Linked DNA regions of Mus musculus: region 2 is linked to region 1. A link is a contact called in public promoter capture Hi-C data. All regions are on one chromosome and are shown on one strand. Each heading gives the region's core, a stretch centred on a gene start, on an enhancer-like site or on the middle of the called end of the contact. The rest is flanking DNA. Distances are from core to core; before and after follow the strand shown.

Region 1 (7,037 bases), core at 1,398-3,897:
CTTTCGTATATGCATCATAAACTTTCTTATATATGAAAGTAAAATATTGTTAGATCTATGTGGCAGAGTCGATAAAGTCACACCATGAGACAGGATTTGCATGTTTATTCAGGGAGAGGGACAGATATACAAAGCCTGCCTCTGGTGGAGGTGAAGAAAAAAAAGGGTGTGGAGAGGAGGAATGGGGCCTTTTATCAGGGGATGTAGCATATGGGCAGGAGGGCAGGAGACATTAGGCAACAGTGGGACTGTTGCCTCTTAGCATCAAGTGATGACATGTCCCACTATTGCTGGGCCCCTTGGGGTGGCTGTGGAGGTGCCGGATTGTTAACAAAGATCCTTTCAGATGATGGAAATATACACAGCAACTTATATTTTATGGATTTTACTTCAATGAATATAACAAAGCATACAGGAAACCAGCAAGGAGTTTCTTGTGAACTGGGGAAGCCTGTGGGACACATAGACTTTTCTATTCAAGATGAAAAATAATTTTCATGAAGTCGTTCTATTTAACATCAAGCCCTCTAAGTTTCTTTTTCTCGGTCTAGCTGAGATATTCAATAAAGCTGCTTGCATAAGAACTTCCTCATAACAATCTCCACTTAACAGTTCACAGAATAACTAAGGATTCCAACATTACAGCTACTGAAAGGTATCACAGTCTAAGATCGGCTGAAATTCAGTAGGAGTGTGCATTGATCAAGATCCATGACATTGATAAATCTATTATCCCATTTGCACTAATTATTATATTAAGCAATAAAATTAAGCATTGTCAAAGTTGATTGAAGGGGCTAGAGGTATGGCTGGGTTGGGTTAGCACTTGCCTAGAGCACTCAAAGTTCTGTTCTCAGTACCCAACAGGCATTAACAAGTGTAGCTATATATGTTTACAACCCCAGTGCTCAGGGAGATCAAAATTTCAAAGTTAACCCTACATAGAGTGAGTTTCAGACCAGTCTTGGCTACATGAGATCTTGTTGGGAAGAAAGGAAGGAAGGAAGGAGGGATGGAAGGAAGAAAGGGAGGGAGGGAGGGAGGAAGGGAGGGAGGGAGGGAGGGAGGGAGGGAGGGAGGGAGGGAGGGAGGAAGGAAGGAAGGAAGGAAGGAAGGAAGGAAGGAAGGAAGGAAGGAAAGAAGGAAGGAAGGAAGGAAGGGAAGAAGGAGAGAGAGAGAAAACAGAGAGGAAGGAGGGAAGAGGAGACAAAGTCAGGTACATTTACACAATGGAATACTACTCAGCTATTAAAAATGATGAATTCATGAAATTCTTAGGCAAATGGATAGAACTAGAAAATATCATCCTGAGTGAGGTAACCCAGTCCCAAAAGAAAACACATGGTATGTACTCACTGATAACTGGATACTAACCCAAAAGTTTGAAATAACCAGGATACAATTAACAGACAACATGAAGCTGAAGAAGAAGGAAGATTAAAGTGTGGAAACTTTGGTTCTTCTTAGAAGGAGAACAAATTACTCACAGGAGCAAATATGGAGATAAAGTGTAGAGCGGAGACTAAAGGAAAGGCCACCCAGAGACTGTCCCACCTGGGAATTCATTCCATATACAGTTACCAAACCCAGGCACTTTTGTGGATGCCAAGAAGTGCATACTGAAAGGAGCCTGATATGGCTGTTTCCTGTTCCACTGGTATAGATGAGACACTTGAAAAGATTAGGAAAAAATAATCTTTGAAACCTTAAAAGGCTTGGCCCTCCTTTTTAAATTTGTGTTTAAATCCAGGCACCTATTGGAAGAAATTGCACCTGACAGACTAAGTGACAGAAGTTTTTCAAGCTGAAGTCCATGAAAAACCCACTGGTGGGTCATACCATCTAAGTGAAAAAGGAACCAACCCCTCCTTTCCAATACAAGCATTGGATGCATAGAAATGTTACGTTGCATTCTTTACTTGAGTAGCTTTCTTATTTGTCTCTTACTGTACAGAATCAGGTGAAATATGTGGACATCACTGTACATTGTGCATAGATGGACATAGATACAAAGTAACAGAAAAGATATGCCTAAACTAACCTCAAGTGCAGGACAATAATCCCTCCTATTGTTGCCTGAAGCACTGTAGTAAGATCATCATGAACTCCAACAAAGCCTTACAAGAGAACAGCATAAGGTGCCCTAATGGTCTTCCTTTTCTACCTGAGGCCTAGGACAAGAAGAAAATAGATCTTCACCCACAAAGACAGACAATCTCTTTCCTTGAAGAAGGAAAATCAATTTTCCTCAAGCAGATAATTCAATCACAGAGACAGATAAAGGCCTGAGAAATTATTGCAAATACAAGGTGCAGGGAGAAACATTGTAACCTGAAAGGCAATTCAGCAACAGGTCAGTATTGGGATGTGGGGGTATATGGTGGCAAATATTGTTCCTAGAGATGTCCTACCTATTTCTTTAAGGAAACCTGGGAGCCCTGTATAGTTGCCTTGTTAATACAGAGCTCAAGTCAGTGACAGTGAATTGCCAGTGTCTTGGAGTCACTAACTTGTTTTCCTGGATTCCTCCTTGAGCTCACCTTGGCATCCAACTCTTTGATCCAATCAGGCAAGTTTGGAACAAACACCTATGTGTTCACTGTTGACAAAACAAGTTGAAAAGGACCCGTATCTCCCAGCTTCCACCGAAGTCACCTTCCTTGGAGCAAGACACCATGACCAGCCAGTCTCAGGGGATCCAACAGCTCCTGCAGGCAGAGAAAAGGGCCAAGGACAAGCTAGATGAGGCAAAGAAAAGTAAGTGTCACCCAAGGGGCTGGTCAGAAAATGCAGAGGGACGAGGGAGAGGACCATGGGAGTCCTTGTCAAGCAGACCTGGATTTGAACTGTGATGTTACTACTTTCCTAGTGAAACCTTAAGCCATTAGGAGGAACTCTGCAGCTGCATGTTCCACACTCCACACCAGGAAGGGGTTTTTGTTAATTGGGGTGGATGCTTTTGAGAGGCCGTGTGCAAAATGAATAGCTCTGAGGTTATGGATATAGGCTTAAGCCTACCTCTGCATCTTCTTTTACACACTTACACCTCAGTTGGCACCATACTGTGAAATGGTGTAGAGACAGGCAACTTTCTGATCAAGTCCATCACTAAGCAGTAACTCTTTCCCTTCCTTGTGGTGAATTGGTTTCTGAACACCCAGCCACGTGAGCACCAACAACAGAGGAGAAGATTCTAATAGGAGTGACGGCAAAGAAAGGGAAGGAGGAAGACAAGTTAAACCAATTTGCTTGATGCTTTTTGAGCAGCTATTTACAGTTTCATTAAATTGAGATAACGTTTAACAGCTTGCTTTCCCTCTCTGGGTAGCCTTTTACATCCCAACATCTTAAATGTCTCTGTTTTGGTCTCATTTGCTGCCTTCTGATTTAGACATATATATCTATGTTTGCATGTGAGTGTCTTTAACTTTCTTCCTACTCTTATTGACATGCACGGTGTGAGTAAGGCATCAAAACTATTTCTAATTCATGAATGCAAAAAATAGGTTTTATGATTTGCCCAAGGCAATATTTTAAAAGACAAAAATACAACATCAGCTACCATGCTCAGTATTTATTTTGTTTACTTTTCACAATGGTCTTTGTGGAAGGAAGACATGATGCTAAGCAGCATTTTTAGGATGCTCACGGTCACACAGAGAAGACTTGGAACCAATAGGAGTTGGACCAGGTCTCCATCTGCAGCCAGCTCCTAAACAATGCAGTATAGACATTTCATATAGTTTTTATACAAGACTGACATCTTGAATTCTGGTTCCCTAAGCCAAGATCTATGTTTTTCCAGGATTCTCTCTATCATTTACTAATATGTAACAATTTGAAGTGTCATTCATCTTTATAGCATTTTCCTGCTTTGTCTGCAGATAGATTCAAAATCGGATAGGAAGGGGGTTGCAGTGTCTCTAAAATGTTGCTTATGTGACTTCTGGGATGTCAGACAGGAAGCAGGCAGACAGTGTTCATTCTCTGGTGTTTGCAGTGGCAGTAAAACCCTTCCCCTTTCTTATGGTGAATTGGTTTCCGAACATTCTGCCATGTGAGCACCACCACAACTCTAGAGGGGTGACAGCAAAGGCAGGGAAGGAGGAAGGTACTTAAAACCATTACTAACACTCTATATCCTTTTGCCATGACAAAACCATGCATGCAATCGCAAGAGAGTGTGAATGCAATAATGTTACAGAAAGGCAAGCAATCCAGAACCTACCAGTTTAAATAGTCTAGAAAATTCTCAAGCCTTGTATTCAAATATCTCTACTCATAATTAAAATTCCTGGAATAATAAACTATTATAAGATACAATAGACATGGTATCTTTGTTCCAAGGATGGTACTGGGCACATATCCGATCAATATTACTCTGCGGTTCCAATAAATCTTGCCAACTCTACTCAAAGTGCTTAAAGAAGAAATATCACTAATTATGCAAGTTGTTTAGGAGTGAGTGCCACTGAGGATGCTGTGCTTTGGAGTTCATAGTGAATACGAACACCAAGTTTCTTTCTCCCCCTTCAGTGACTATGCTGACCTTGGGCAATCATTCCGCAGAAATCATATTGAAACTGCATATTTTATTATCTGTGCTCCAAAAAGTCATTTTATTAATGGACACCTTCGTGTGTATGTGTGTGCTGTGTGTGTGTGTGTGTGTGTGTGTGTGTGTGTGTGAGTGTGTGTGTATACACAAATTTATTTTATATACCATGTCTTGGCTCCTGAATATCCAAGCCAGTAGTCACCCAAGAGTTAATAGTGACCACCTAATCAGTCTATAATAGTAAATGGCACGTATTTCAAAACAATTTGAAAAATATTTTGACTCCCAGCACTGCTGAGCTAAGACTTCCAGAGCATGTCAGGATGTCCTCTTCGTGCCATGAAGAGACTTTGGCACAGGCTGCCCTAGCAAGGCTGTTTTGCCCCTCCCTGTCAGCAGGTGGCAGTTTGATTACAGCAGCACCAGGCTTACTCAGTTCTTAAGTGATCTGTGGCCAAGGGGGATGGATGCCTCTGTACATGCCTGGTGTGTGGCCCCTCCTCTCATGTTCCCGTCGTTTTTATTTCACTCATTCCGTTGGGTGAGTGTGCATGTGGTGATGTTGATGGAACCTCATGAGTAGACCTCAGGTCTAACTTATTGAAGTACTTGGTGTGCTAAAGACTGAGTGAACACTGGTTCAAAAGAGATCAAGGAATAAAAGAAACACATATAGTTATCATTTTAATAAACACATATACATAGTTTTTCCCAGAAAAAATGTTCACTTGAAAAATGTGATATATAAGCAGAACAGAGATTTGGAGTAAAGGTTATAAAACATCACTATCCCTTTCTTAAATTTATTTGAAAGTCAGAAACTCAGAAAGTCGTTTGCATTGTGGGTGAGTATACTTTTTTTTTGCATTGTGGGTGAGTATACTTTTGTAAGCGAAAGAAACAGTCAGGAGAGGGAGGAAAGAAAAGGAGAGAGAAAAAAGTATTTAGCATTATTCACTGTTTTGGGAAAATCTAAGAGCAAAGAGATTATGTCATATATATGTTGTGTGGGAAAAAATTAATCTAGCCCATTAGACAGTCCTGCCTTAGATCCCAGCAAGGCTGTCACATAAGAGTTTATAAATGAAAAAAAAAAAAGAGTTTATAAATGTCAGGAGGTGCGTGGTTAAACGGCTATAGACATGGTGCACCAGGAATTCTCTCAAAGTTGCTGAGGCCTGTCCTAAACAGCTCTCAAGTTTCCTCACTGGAGACTGAACAAGATGCTTTGAGGAGAGCAGGCAGGGCTGCAGAACAGGTGAAAAAGTCCAATTATGAGGGAGCAGAGAAGAAAATCCATCCACTGGAAAGAAACGTCTCTATTTCTTGATGTAAAATTTTGAGTCTCTGAGTCCATACATATGCATGTTTTATGGCTATAGTCGTCTATATAATCTATAATCTACACATGTCTTTGAAGAATAAGAAAAATGAATCATACATATACATATGACTGAAAACTGAATATATTACTGAATACGTAAATATATTTCACTTTAATTCCTATCCTAGATGTATAGTGTCAAAAGTAAAAACAGTAGGGAAATGGTGTAGCATGGAGGAGAGATCTGATCACTTCTATTTAGCCTACTGCCAGGTCTGGGACTATGCCTATGCAGGGAAATCTTGACAGAATATGCTTAAGCTTACCAAGGAAGGCTCTGATGAATATTCTTACCTGCTAAGCAGCCACGGTGCTTATACAGGAACAAACAGGTTTACTGCTCTCCTGGAGTCAACATTTGCTCTATACATGTTCACTAATCAAAACAGAAGCCACATGTTGCTTCATACAGCTTACATTTTTACAAGGGAATGTCACAGATTTGCCCTGGAGGTCCAGATCTTGACATTGAGCAGAAGCATCGATCAGATTTGAATCAGAAATCCACAATGCCAGCATCAACGGGAGGGTGGGAGTCTTGTCCTTCTCTGAAATAAATGGTTATTTTATGGCATTCACACTCTTACACATGAGAATGCTCCAGAGCTCCATGTGAAGGAATGTTCCCATGCGTGGTGTTCAACGTCATACAAAAAGCCTGTATTTTTAAACTGTTTTATAACATGTACCATGACCTGTTACAAACACTTTAGTCACCTGCTTTTTAAGCTACAGAGAATGACATATGTGTTCACTTAAAAGCCATAAAGTGCATCATATGATGTACACCAAAAGCTATGGTGAACACTTAAACATTTACATCTGGATATGAGAAAAACTGATCAATCATGGACGTTCCCTGGAGCTACAGACAATTAGACTGTAAAAGATACACCCTCCTGCCTTCTACCAAGCTCAGCCCTCCCTGCGAGGAGTCTGGTACAAATCCAACTTCTGCTTCTTAATGACTGCATAGCCCAAACAGGTCTTTGTCCTCACCTGTCTGTGGACAGTCCTTCCATCTCAGGACACCTCTGGGAACAGTTACCTCCCCATGATGAGGTCTCAAGTAACTGCACTAACAATTGCGAAAGA
Region 2 (7,037 bases), core at 2,162-4,661, 1.1 Mb after region 1:
TAAAATAAAAACATAACTTATGCTTAAAAGATGAGTTTAATGTGTATCTTACATATGAAAATTAAATATGTGTTTTCTTATTTCAAATTAATTTATATACTGAAGATCTATTTTAATTTATTCATTTGTCCATCCTTTCATAATTTATTTTTGTGTTTATGTTTGTGGCATATGTAAGTGGCTTTTGTGTACTTATATCTATAATGTGTAGGTGTATTAAGGCCAGAAATCAACACAGAGTACCTTCCTGAAGGCCTCTTTATATTTTTTGAGACAGGGTCTCTCACTACATCTAAAAATTACCAATTGGCTATCTATGCCCACCAATGAGGTATAAGGAGGTTAGGACTAAAGACAAGAACTGAACTACACAGAATTATAACTGGGTTGCTACGAATCCAAACTCAGGTCTTCATGCTTGCTCTGATAGGCACTTTATCAACTGAGCTATCTCCTCTGCCCTTCAAAGATTCATTTTAAAATGGAGGAACTGAATATTTTCCTATAGATTCCTTTCGCTAGAAATTCCAACACGTTTTTATTAGATTTTTCTTATCCATTTGGCCTTTTCTTGCCATACTACAAGCCAGTTTTCTAATATTGCAAGCATCTTAACGGAAAAGGTATACTCTATTAATCTGGTTAATTTTAAGGAAGATCTCAATTACGTAAGTCTCTAGTGCGTAAACTTGAACTAAGAAGAGACAGATGCTCCGAGTTATTGTCCCTTTCACTATGAAAGCTTTCAAGAATTACTGTGAACTTCAGTTGTAGCTGTTGCAGACGCAAACAGACTCTCACCTGGAGATTCGCTGGCATGGGTTGAGCTCATTTTTTTTGCAGTCAATGAATCGCAGCTCATGAAGTGCAACAGGGTGCACAGAGGATTCATGTAGTGTGAACCCTCTCCACATGCAGTGGCTCTTTCTCCTCTCCCACCTCTCTGTCTTTCTCAATTTATTTCCTTTTCTTGCTTTTGCTGCTCAGAAGCACATGGGCCTTTTTTCCACCTTGTAAACCCAGTTCTTTCTGATCACTCTAAATTCAGATGTGGCATGGAGCAGCAGGGTCACTGTAACTCTTTCCAAGATTTGTTAGACGGTCTAGAGTCAGGGACCTCAAGAGCATCCATGCTCATTGTCAGGCTCTGCCGTTCCCTCATCAGCTCTGGCTTTCTCCTTGATTTTACCCATCTTCACTGGGACTGTGAATAATTGGCATGGACTGCTATAAGCTCTGATATTGTTGGGATATCTATGAAGTAAATCAACCACAAAAGTCTCTAAATTAAGTTCATATGAGTTTAATTTCTGGCTCCCATCCCTGGATATTTTTTAAATTATCAATTAAATTTGACCCTCTGAAGGAAGGGTCTGAACATTTCTGTTTCACATATTTCTGGGTAATTTGTATTCAGAGATGAGAACCAAGATAGGCTATTAGAACACAGGCTGTTGTATTTCTGCAGGTGATTGATGAAGGAGCCTTTGACCATATCCTTGGAGCTGAGCAAGCCTAGCCCAATAATGGCAGTCCTGATTCTTGTGGCCTTATGTTTATTTCATGCAAACTCTACTTTGTAATTACACTTTAAATATGGCTTATAAAAAGCCAAGGTATGAGACTTTGCCTGGTTGCTTAGCCTTATGGGAGCAACATCATGTTATGAGTGGACTTATGGTTGCATTTCAGTGTTTTACCCAGCAAAGAACATTGGCTCTTTTGAGCCTAGAGCAGACACCTTGTTACCCACAGTAATAATACATTAATTGTGAAGAGAAGTGCATTGTTGGTTAACATCTCAGTATTTTGAATACACCCTTGACATAGGTTATTTCTACATTTTGACTGTATAAAAGATTTCAATTAATGTTCAGCCCTAAATAGGAAGTTTATTTCATTCATTCTAAATACTCAGGGAGCATGCTGGAGGGTTAGAAAGCAAGTAGTTTCTGGAAGATAAGGAGAAGGGATGCAAAATGTCACCTTCTTGTGACAGAACCATTGCAATTATAGACTCACAATTGTTGGGAAAGCTTTTACTGAGTCAGCAGCCAGGCAGGGACTCGGGTGTCAGTATTAGAACCCACCGATTTGTAGCCTGCCTTCTTCCTAATATACCACATGATATATTGGGGGCAAATAATGGAGGACCTAATTCAGGTTTGAAAAAATACAAAGGACTGAAAACCAGAACTGTCTGGTCCTGAAAGTGGCTCCTTGAAGTCCATGGACCAAATCCAAAGGTATTTGTCACCTTATCCATCAAGACATGTATTTACTGTCTTTTTTTCTGGTTATGAGAACACTTAAAATTCTTTTTATGGTTGATTGAAGTATACACTATTATCAAGTTCCCATGCAACAACACCATAAAACTTATTTCTCTTCCCATCTCACCTTGTACTCATTTCCCAGCATCTCCTCCTTCCTTATCCATGCTCCACCCTCTGCCAGTCCATGGAAGCAACCATTGTATATCCTATTTGTTGTGTAAGCTATTTTGGATTCCACTTATGAGATTGGCTCTTCATGCCTGGCTTAATTCACTTAATATAATGTCTTCTAGACTCATCCATGATGCTGCAAGTGCAGAATACAGGTGCCCAAGAGATACACGAAATGTTTCTCAACATTTCTGATCACCAGAGAAATGCAAACTGTGATCTTATAACTGTGATATTGGTGGTGTTCAAAATTATGAATAATAGTAGGTGCTGGGGAATTTTGGGGGGAAAATGGAACTCTATTTTATTGGTATATTTTGGGAAACACTATGGAAGATCCTCAGAAATCCCTGGCAATTGGTTTACCATGTGATCTAGTGGCACTACTACTGAATATATAGCTACAAAAATAGGTATTTTAAAAATACCTATTGCCTTCCATCATTCACTAAAGCACTATTCATAATACCATACCTTGGGATATGGTAGCAGCCAGAATCCATCAAGTGGTAGGTTTTATTTAAATATGGCATCTGTACACAAAGGGTACTATTTAATGTTTGTTAAAAACCAAGTCTAAGCTTGCAGCTATGTAGACCTCCTAATGAAGTAGCAGTACTGATGGTTCATACCTGCTCACAGATCCAGCGAATTCCGTAGAGTCCCAGAGATTTTAGCTAAAGCTTGCTCTCTAGTTACTAGTATGTTCTAGAACTTGGCTATTTTTATAAGTGACTAGACATATATTATATTGAAAATGAAAAAAGAGTACACATATATTCTTAAATATGAAAGGAATGTACAGGGTGCAGATGTAATTGCACTTACCAGAAAACTCTTGAGGGCAGACACAAGTGTATCTTCCTATCTCATTGAGGCACACAGCCTCATTCTTGCAGGGATCAGAAACACATTCATCCACTTCCAAGTCACAATGCCTGCCTTGGTATCCAGGCACACAGAAGCAGGAGTAGCCATTGATTCCATCCTGGCACATAGCCCCATTGTGGCAAGGGCTAGAAGCACACTCATTGTGATCAGTCTCACAGAACCTTCCAGCATATCCAGGAGGGCAGATACAGACAGGGTGCTCAGGGTCTTTACGGCAGGTGCCTCCATGTTGGCAGAGGTTCCCTCCACAGGAATTGGTGGCAGTTTCACAGTTCAGCCCGCTGTACCCAGGAGGACACTGACACAGGAAGTTCCCTTCCCCTGGGATTTTCACACAAGTGGCAATTCCTTGGCAGGGACTCGAGAAGCAAGGGTCTTTCAGATCTTCACAGTCTTTGTCCAAATTATTGGCTGTGTCTAAGCAACAATTGTTGTCTTGTGGAAAATGCTTGCACGTAGAATTGTTTTGGCAAGGACCTGAAAGGCACCTGGTATTGTTTTTATTGCAAAATGAATCTAAAACAAAATAGAAAGTATCAAGATTAAATTTGCAAATAGTTGAGGATAAAATTACAGAAAAATTCAAATGTACTCATTAGTGAAACACATTATGGAATATGCTGAAATATTGATTTTTAACTCTTCACTTATCCAGAAGTTTTCTATACTTATGATTAATAAACTAAGATAGGAGCTAAGGTGATGCCTCACCCAGTAAAATGCCTGCCTTGCAAGCAAGAGCGTCTGAGTCCAGTCCCCAGAGCACACAGCTTAAAGGGCAGGTTGGGTAGCAGACACTTAAAATTCCAGCACTGGGGCAGCTAGATCCTTGGGAGTGACCAGTCATCCTAGCCTAATGTCGAGTATGAGGATGATGAGAAACTGTCTCAACAAAGGATGAAGGATAGATATGTCAGGAAGGACATTGGAAGTTGTCTTTGCCCACATCCACACTTGTTGCACACAGGCACATAAATAAATACACAGTGCAACACCCCCCCCACACACACACACATATGCATGCACAGCAAAACTAACTGCAGCAGGGTTCTTCCACATCTTCCTTTCCTCTGTTCTAAGTGCAGTCAGATAATGAGAATGCTGTCAATCTGTCCGGCTACTGAGAATTCTGACACCCATCTTCTCTTGTGTAAAACTTTAGGAAATACTAGGAGATCATTTACAAAGCCATCTGTGGAAAAGTTGCCTAACTGAAACACCTATTGAAATGAACCCTATTTCTTGATTTATGATTGAGTGTTTTTTCAACATCTCTATTTTATGCTCCAAAAAGCAAAGCACACACACACACACACACACACACAATCAATAAAGCCCTAGTAATCCAGTGGGTTCCACTGTGCTGACCATCCTAGGACTTCACACACAGTATTTCTCAAATAGTTATGTACATCTCACAGGTTAAAACAGACAAGGTCCCACTGCAGATATATTGAAGTCAAAGGCTTCAAACTTTATTTTCCTGAAACTGTTCTAGGGATCTATCTTTGAAAATATAATTGGAATAATGGTCCCAAGAGAGCGATAGTTCTAAGGCTTTCTCTAAATCGATTGGATATATTTCTAATTTATACTCTGAAGCATTGCGTTCTGGAGGATATTAGAACATCTTAGAACTCGCAAGAAGACTGTGTGTGAGGATGCCTGTAACTCCAGTTCTCAGTAGATGGAGGCAGGTCTTGATTTAAAACCAGCCTGTAGTATGTAGTAAGACTCTGTCATGCACACACAGATACACAACACACACACACACATTCAAAAGGAACTCAGTTATAAATCAGAATTATATGCCTAGCTGTACTACTTATTCAATTTAAAGAGAGGAAAACATTTGTGTGCTTACTTTTTCCCTCCATTTTAAAGATTTTAGGGGACCATGAATGAAAATGGCAACGAAACCAAGAAAGAAGTTGTTTATCCTAGGAAGCTTGTCAGTAATCTAACAAGATAACGACAAGCAGGTTTTACTAAAAGAGAAATCCCAGAACCCCAGATGTGCCACCAGTATCAGCATTAAGCAGAGCGAAAAGTGTAGCCTCAAGAGGGATATGTCAGAGAAGAAAAATGTGGAGTTCTGTGTAGGGGGACAGCAAAGAAACACACCAACTCTAAAACCCAAAGCAATTTTTACTGCTGTTAATTTTGGAGAACACTAAAAGCTGCACAAAAAAGAAAATGAAGTCAGGGTAGGTCGGTAAGTGAAATCAGTACACAAATAAAAGAGAAAATAAAGCTCTCATGTAGGAGAATAATCCTTTACTATAAAATAATATAAACTGTAACAGATATTGGGAGTAATAGAGGTCTCTCTCTGTGTGTGTGTGTGTGTGCGTGTGTGTGTGTGTGTGTGTGTAACCTGCTAAATAATTAACTCAATTTTTGCCACAGTAGGATGACAATGTTTTGCTTAGTTTAGTTTAGTTTAGTTTAGTCTAATTTAATTTAGTTTAGTTTAGTTTTGTGACAAGGTCTCCCTACACAGCCCTGGCTGTCCAGGAACTTGCTAGTTTGAGGCTGGCCTCAAACTCACAGAGATCCACCTGCCTCTGCTTCTTGAGTGCTGGGATTAAAGGTGTGTACAACCACACCTAGCTAGGATATCAATATTTTATGTCAGTACCTAAAGATGAAATAAACATTTAGGAAATAAATGAAAACAAATTTGTTAGAAAGCACTTCGGGGAGCTTTTCCTGGTATGTGCACCTCGGGCGTGAGAAGCAGGTAGGTGTGTGCTTCATCAGGACCCTAGGGATTTGGAGAGGATTACTGAAGACAAATTTAATAAAGTGTTTGCAAAGCAAGCCAGGTGTATTTAAATCCATCCCCTGTCTTCCATTGTTCTGTTTCTCTGTATATTTTTAAGTGCTTGTAGTATTTGTACAAGTCTCACACCTTCCTGGTGCCATTGACATGGTCTTTGACATAGTGAAGGTCATATCTGTGAATTTGTGAACGTGTGCCTAGATGCTAACAGGCCTTCTCTTAGGTACAATTCAGCATATGTGCGCTGACTGATGAGACCAAATTATCTGTCAGAATGAAAGTTCCACTTTTCAAATTTATAAAATAACTTCAATTTACTAAATGTTGTTTGACATGATCTAACCTAGACAGGCCCTGGACTCAGACTCTTTCTGTCTTCACTGCCAAAATGCTAGGCATGGGATGAAAAAAACTGATTAAATAATTAAATAAGCAGCTAGGGAAAACAGAACAGAGGCACAAACACATGATGGGTGGCCATGACTTAAGGATCATGGCCATTCCAACATTTTCAAAATGCCAGGAAAAAAAGTCACATGTGTTATACCTGGCACACTACATTCTCTCAATGAAAAAGAAAGTGGTTTTAATAATTATTATGCTTTAGAATTAAATATTAATTTTATCATTAATAGAATAAGACTTAAATTTATTATTGGGATTTAGGTCCCAGGAAAAATAGGCATGGAAGATTTGGTTTTCATATGAGCTTTCTAACTGAGAGTGTGAAATTTCACTGGGTGTTTAATGTTCAGAACAAGTCAGACACTACAGCACCTTCTCCTTGCAGTAAAGTTCGCCATCTACTGGCAGTCATAAGATTTTCCTTACAGAGCTTTAAACTTTCCCTCCCTCCCTCCCTCCCTCCCTCCCTCCCTCCCTCCCTCCCTCCCTCCCTCCCTTTCTTCCTTCCT

What was found. Promoter capture Hi-C pulls out the DNA fragments that hold promoters and counts their contacts.
Region 2: a promoter capture Hi-C map of pre-B cells shows a contact between it and region 1, with 4 times the contacts expected there. The contact joins the enhancer-like site here to the promoter of Atp6v1g3 in region 1. A contact is called at or near these places in 15 of 39 promoter capture datasets (the 3T3-L1 cell line, 3T3-L1-derived adipocytes, the HPC-7 cell line and 9 more) and 1 of 115 datasets of contacts at active chromatin or transcription factors (astrocytes).

The regions. Positions count from the first base shown.
Region 1 is chr1:138,271,091-138,278,127 of GRCm38.p6, forward strand. It overlaps Atp6v1g3 (ATPase, H+ transporting, lysosomal V1 subunit G3), which reads left to right and starts at 2,648. Exons shown (of 3, transcript NM_177397.3): 1 at 2,648-2,757. The coding sequence starts at 2,676.
Region 2 is chr1:139,333,755-139,340,791 of GRCm38.p6, forward strand. Crb1 (crumbs family member 1, photoreceptor morphogenesis associated) reads right to left here. Exons shown (of 12, transcript NM_133239.2): 2 at 3,276-3,854. Among named protein-coding and RNA genes, the nearest start is that of Crb1, 40 kb to the right of the region's middle. Within about 2 kb of position 3,412, at least 8 of the 459 cell types and tissues checked have an H3K27ac peak or open chromatin away from gene starts, as enhancers often do. A contact at or near this core is called in pre-B cells, where this site is marked.